2 separate regions of the Xenopus tropicalis genome follow, and region 1 is linked to region 2. Evidence: chromatin contacts called from public Hi-C data. All regions are on one chromosome and are shown on one strand. The core of a region is the stretch at or near the end of the contact, and the rest is flanking DNA. Distances in the headings are between cores, read along the strand shown.

Region 1 (3,015 bases), core at 234-2,733, 220 kb before region 2:
GATTCTTAGCAGGCTTAAGGTATACTGATCCAAATTACAGAAAGATTCTTTATCTGGAAAACCCTTTGTTCTAAGAATTCTGGTTAAGAGATCCTAAACCTATGTTGTGCTATTTATTGGTGGCTGTTTGAACTTTTTTTATTTATTTTTTATTTACTTATTGCCTGTTAAGTACAGACGGTAAAGACAAAATCAAGACTCGCACTCAACAAACTCCAACGTAAAAAAAAAATCTTTATTAAAATAAGCAACATGTCAAATAAAAGCCTTACGCATTTTGTGCCTTCCTGGCACTTAATCATAGGTTGACAGTCCAGACAGTACAAAGATACAAACGGCACAAACTGCGGAGTATTATATCTACCACATGCTCTGTACATCTCACATATTTATTTCTACCATTTAGTTTAAGGAAAAATCCAATAGGTCTGTCCTACAAAATTTTGTTACCCTCGTTCTTATCCTTCTTACTACCCCTTTCTTATTATAGAACATGACCATCAAACCACTATTTTGTTTGAAAGGTAAACATAGATTTAACATTAAAGATAAAAAATACTGAGAAATGCAGGATAGAAAATTAAAAGTTGTTGCCTTTATATACTTTCTCTTCCCTAACAAAATAACCCTATAATGAAGTGTCTTAATGAACAAAACCTATAAGGCTTTCTGTTCTTATAAGTTACTGTAATAAAGTCTACATTTCTTTTACTAAGCCTGGTCATGGATTTCTGTGAGTGCCTCCTGCATCCAGGCCTGGGCCCGAGCCTAGGGTGGCACAATTTTAGGGGTGGCATGCGCCTTCTTTTCACTCCCTTCTCTGCCTGTACAAAATGCATTGGCTGGCATGGTGCAGTAGCAGATTACATTTTCAAACTGCTCTGATGTCCATAGTACATGAGATCAGTCATATCTGTATCTTAGATACCTAAGTTGACACAGGAGCTAAATAAATTAGAGCTTTATGACAATGCAATACCATCAGAAGCCTTATGGAAAGATCAACAATCTACCATGTCGGACTGGGATGCCAGGGACCCACTTGAAAACCATAGAACATAAGTACACACTCCAAACTTTTTTTTTGTCTGGGAGTTTTCCTGGTATCCCGCTGGGCCAGTCCAACACTGCCTATCTATACTTAGGCCTGAAATTATTTTGGATCTATCTGGCCCAGAGCAAAGAACAACACTGCAATGCAGTAGATAAAGCTGGTTTAAAAAATAAGGGTAAAAAATAAAATAAAGTGATTTAATACTAATTTCTTCCTTATACAAGAAAAGAAGGCTTTGCTGTTCATAGTGGTGTTGCTAATTTGTTACTCTGAATGTATGATTTTCCTTCTCTGTTTCTTAATATTTGCAGGAGGCAGGGCTGAAGCGACCAGCAAGTGACTCAGTTCCAAAGCATTTGGCCATTGTAACACAGAGGGTGTTGACTTTTGGTAGACGTCTATTCTTGATAAACATCTCTGTGAATAAATCTGCTTACAAATGCAAAACATGTTTCCCCCTCACAGTCCTGTGCTAGTTACCTGTGGCTCCAAGATAGTGCAATTGTGAGCAGTAAAGAGATTGAGATAGCGACTGGAAGTGGTGACAGTGAGGCTGGCTTAGTCAGTCGGAGGAAGCAGACACATACTAAATAAAATTCAGCATTCCATTTTGAGAGTCATGAGCTGACACGATGGAAGAGAATGATGAGGGGACAGGCATTTGATTTATGGCAAGATTAAGCTTGAAATTCTCAACTTTTTTCTTTAACCTTTTCATTATTGTAGAGTCGACTATAAAAGAAGAAACCATTGTTTAAATCCTGGCTAAAATACTTTCAAGCATTCTTTGCCTGGGGCATTTTATTTAAAATGTGTGCTTGCACCTACGTATATGCATACACAGTTCTTTAGTTCAGCAACTAATAGCAGCACTGACAGATTCCTAATTGCTACTTTAAACAGAAGTCTTTAAATGGGTTTAAAAGGAAAATAAACCCTGCTTTTAAGTGGGGTTTTTATTCAGGTTTATTTGAAATAAATGTTCAGTGAGGCATATTCTGCACAAGGAGCCTTATTTACTCATTTAGTTTTAGATCAAGTAGGAACTGCCACACCGATTGCAAAAGATAAAAGCTTCTTTATAGTCTCTAAAACTGGCCACACTGGCAACTACCTTTATGTCCAACCAGCTGGCTTTGGTTGACATTTGTTTGGATTTGGATGACATATCCAGTTGAACAGCCTGGACCAAGCAGCCAGATATTTGGAGTCTCTGGCCCATACAGTTCCATGCTGGCCCATGACCTCAAGCATCTCAATAGGATTTAACTTTGAATGAAGTTTATGAACGTTATTATTATTATTTATATAGAATAGTTATTGTTATTATTTGAATGTTGATGTTATTATTTCCACCCATAGTGACCATCAGGGCAGTCAAATGGGGTACATCAAAGGGAAGGCCCCAAAAAGTCTCCCTGCCTTGGTGATTATTGTTTGAAAATGCTCAAACTGAGCCCTTGCAAGACATTTATCACAGTGGTGCAACTTATTTCTACAAAAGTGCTGTGTGCCGGTAATTTGTTAATACATAGTACCTTGTATGAAATATTTTATTAATTAATCCGAATACAGAATTTGATAAATGTCTTACATCAGTGTCTGTCTCTATTTGGACACTTCTTGGAACTCTCATTGAGGGCCCTCTCTCTCTCCTCCCAGAGAGATTCTTCTCTATATCTATCCATGTGGCTCCCTGCATTGGTTGGTACCCCTGTACTGACTCACTACAACTCCTTATTGAAGTCTATCTTGTGCTACTACAAAAGAGAAACTAGCCCCCTAGCTAGACCTCATTCACTTTGTACATCTCTCAGGCTTACTCATCTGCCCTGGGATCTAAACTTATCTCATTTATTTCCCTAAGGGGAATGAAAGAGACTGACTCAGCTGTATCTCTATCCAAGCCTTTAGGCTGAAGACACATGGAGCTACTAGTAGCTGCTACTTTCCACGGCTAC
Region 2 (3,025 bases), core at 281-2,780:
GCCTAGAAAACCTGGTGAGTGACAGAAGGGTGTGCAGTGTGCCGGCTTTGTCTCTGGCACCGAGTATAACTGCCTTAAAATGCAAAGTGCATATTGCTTTTTTATGCTGCCATAAATGACTTTGGCATGGGTTATGATTACTTTTTACACTTTTACAGTGAATAAAAAGAGCCTTACAGATAAAACTACTGTATACACTAGGCTTAAGAGTTTTGGTCAAAGCAAATGCATTCACTGGAGGATACAGTATACATGTTAAAAACATTATTTTAAATTTCCTTATCACTGGCAATAAGTCACTGTGCTTTACTAATTCTGCTGGTATTTTAACACAAATGATCAGTAAATTCGGTTTAACCACACCTGATAATGTGAAATATGATGGTATAAAATTCTGTAAAGTGACATGAACTGGTACAGCCAGACAACAATGTGTTCCCAGTAGCTGATTGTCTCCCCACAGGTGCCAAAGACTTCCACCCCCACAAAGCTACACTACTGTATGTTAAATTTAACACTGATTACAAATCAAGGTGCAAATCGTTTCACAATGTTAACAATACCTTCTTTTTGCAGGGGAAGGTAAATATAGTTGTATTTAGAATAAATAGCTGGTTGCCCTCCATTCTGAGAACACCTCCCCCCTTCCTTCTGAACCAAACATCCCCAGTACGGTTGGTAACCAAACTTATTGCTCGATGATAATAGTAAAGATAGGCTGGAGTCCTAGAAATGATTTTTGCACATTATAAATGAAGGACATGGCGGAGCGTAGGCTGGTAAAAATGAGTAAGGTGTTGGGAGGAAATCGAGTTTACAGACGCGATTGTTGCAGTGACAAGTATAGTGAACAGGGGCAGATATTCTCGGGGATGACTGAGTTTGTGGTGGGTGAGGTGGGTGGGGGGTAGTCTAGGTTATTGGGTTGAGGTATTCCTGTGAGAATTAGCGGGATATGTAATAAGTCTTTCACACAGAAATAGCCTGAGGTGAGGAAGGTGCGCCCTTGCACTACACCACGAGTCTATCGATTCATTTATAGTCCCAATGGCCTTTTAACGCTTTCTTGGATGAGCAGGCTTAGCAGGGCTATTAAAATGACAGCCTTCTTTAGTCAAGTACAGCAAAATGTCAGGCGTTTCACATGAACGCCTCCGATTGCCCCATGACACAGGCAGCGAGACAAGCAATTGTTCGTGGCTGAGGTAAAGCGTAGGACAGTCATGTTTTTGTTACAAGCACAGTCCGGCTCCCTGTACATTGATGGCAATTTCATTAACACGAGATTAGAGCATAAGGAAAGATGAGCCCGGCACACGGAGCCAAGTAGAAAGGCGAGCCGTTGCTAGCGGTACCACACGCACACAAGTTTGCTCGGACAGTCTGGGCTGAGCCCTCCCCTAATATAGGCCGCGGGGTGGGCCGGCCGCTGCCTTGATTGACGGCTTCCCGGAGTGATTTGCCCCCCACGTGATCCGCAAAAGGGGCTGGGAGTAAAAGAAGAGTCCTGCTGGCTGCGCTCTCATTATATTCCAATATTCATTTTAGGAACCAGTTCCATAGTATCATCTCCATCTGCAAACTGCGTCCCGAGTCCCACTGAGCTTTTCCACAAATTTCTGTCCAAGATTGGCAGTCAAGAATCATGGACTGTTTTTCTATGCCTTGTTTTCTGTCAGTGAGTAGACTTTCTGTTCATTCTGTATTTTTCATCTCCCCCCTTGTGTACTTTGCCCGTAGCTGCCCTCCTGCATAGGAACCCCACGGCTCTGGGTACTTACTGCTGAGGCTATGGCAGGACCTGAGACAATGTTGAGCCCCCCCGCAGCGCTCTAGGACAGAAGTGTGCTACACATCTAGAACGGCAAGTCAGTCTTCTGCGCTCCAGGTGTTGGAGAACTACAAGTACCAACATTCTTTGGCCAGGTTCGCTGAACTGGGGTGGGGGGGTCGGAGTGTTGTAGTTCTTTAGCAGCTGGATAGCCGAGCGTTACGTGCGCTTGTGCCGGAGGGGGACTGATAGCGGCATGTATCACAGCTGTAGCGCCGACACATCGCGGGCTATCGGGTTGCAGAACACATGATCCAGCTGCCCGGAGCGCTGGCACTTGTTGCAAAAGGGCAAATGGCAGGGGCAATTCTATAGCTGCTGATCGTGCTAGGAGTCAGACTGGTGCTAATTGTCTGGAGCCCGGGAGACGCTCACAGTCAGATTAGCAACAGGATGGCGGTGACTATCTGATAATGAGGGATGTGACTGGGAACAAGTTATAGCCCAAGAAACCCCAGGCACCCCCCCTCTCGCCCTGCCCCGGGTGGCTCAGTGGAACTGTCCTTGTCCTATTATTTGCTTTGATCCCGCTCTATCACTTGATTTGAGTCTAATCCCCTACAGATCCTCCCTATTTATTTGCATGTATTTTTGTTCTGCACCCTCCAGAGACACCATGATTCCTGGTAACCGAATGCTGATGGTCATTTTATTATGCCAAGTCCTGCTAGGAGGCACTAACCATGCCAGCCTGATACCTGAGACGGGCAAGAAGAAAGTAGTGGCCGAGATTCAGGGAGGTAGAAGGTCCGCTCAGAGCAATGAGCTCTTGCGGGATTTCGAGGTGACGCTGCTGCAGATGTTCGGCCTCCGCAAGCGGCCGCAGCCCAGTAAGGATGTGGTGGTGCCCGCGTATATGCGGGACCTGTACAGGCTTCAGTCAGCGGAGGAGGAGGATGAACTACACGATATCAGCATGGAGTACCCGGAGAGACCGACCAGCCGGGCTAACACCGTGAGGAGCTTCCATCATGAGGGTGAGTAGTTACAATCCCTTTTCGGCCCCGGATAGGCAAAGTTTGAAAAATGACGGACTGTACCATCCGCCCTTTCCCCCCTTCTCCAGAGCAGCCCCAGCTACCTACCGCTAGGGTATGGCAGAAGCAGCACAGCGATTTCTCTCCCACACAGAGTACTCCTCTCATCTGTGGGGACCCCATTACTTTACTGCTCTGTCTATGGAAAACGAATAAG

The links. Hi-C and Micro-C count contacts between places; a contact is called where the count stands out from the background.
Region 1: a contact with region 2 is called in a Hi-C map of gastrula embryo, with 1.4 times the contacts expected there. The contact joins the enhancer-like site here to the promoter of bmp4 in region 2. A contact is called at or near these places in 2 of 5 Hi-C or Micro-C datasets (brain and gastrula embryo).

The regions. Positions count from the first base shown.
Region 1 is chr8:95,200,134-95,203,148 of UCB_Xtro_10.0, reverse strand. No RefSeq gene overlaps it. Among named protein-coding and RNA genes, the nearest start is that of cnih1, 25 kb to the left of the region's middle. Within about 2 kb of position 1,483, at least 5 of the 11 cell types and tissues checked have an H3K27ac peak or open chromatin away from gene starts, as enhancers often do. A contact at or near this core is called in gastrula embryo, where this site is marked.
Region 2 is chr8:94,980,398-94,983,422 of UCB_Xtro_10.0, reverse strand. It overlaps bmp4 (bone morphogenetic protein 4), which reads left to right and starts at 1,530. Exons shown (of 3, transcript NM_001017034.3): 1 at 1,530-1,678; 2 at 2,441-2,808. The coding sequence starts at 2,448.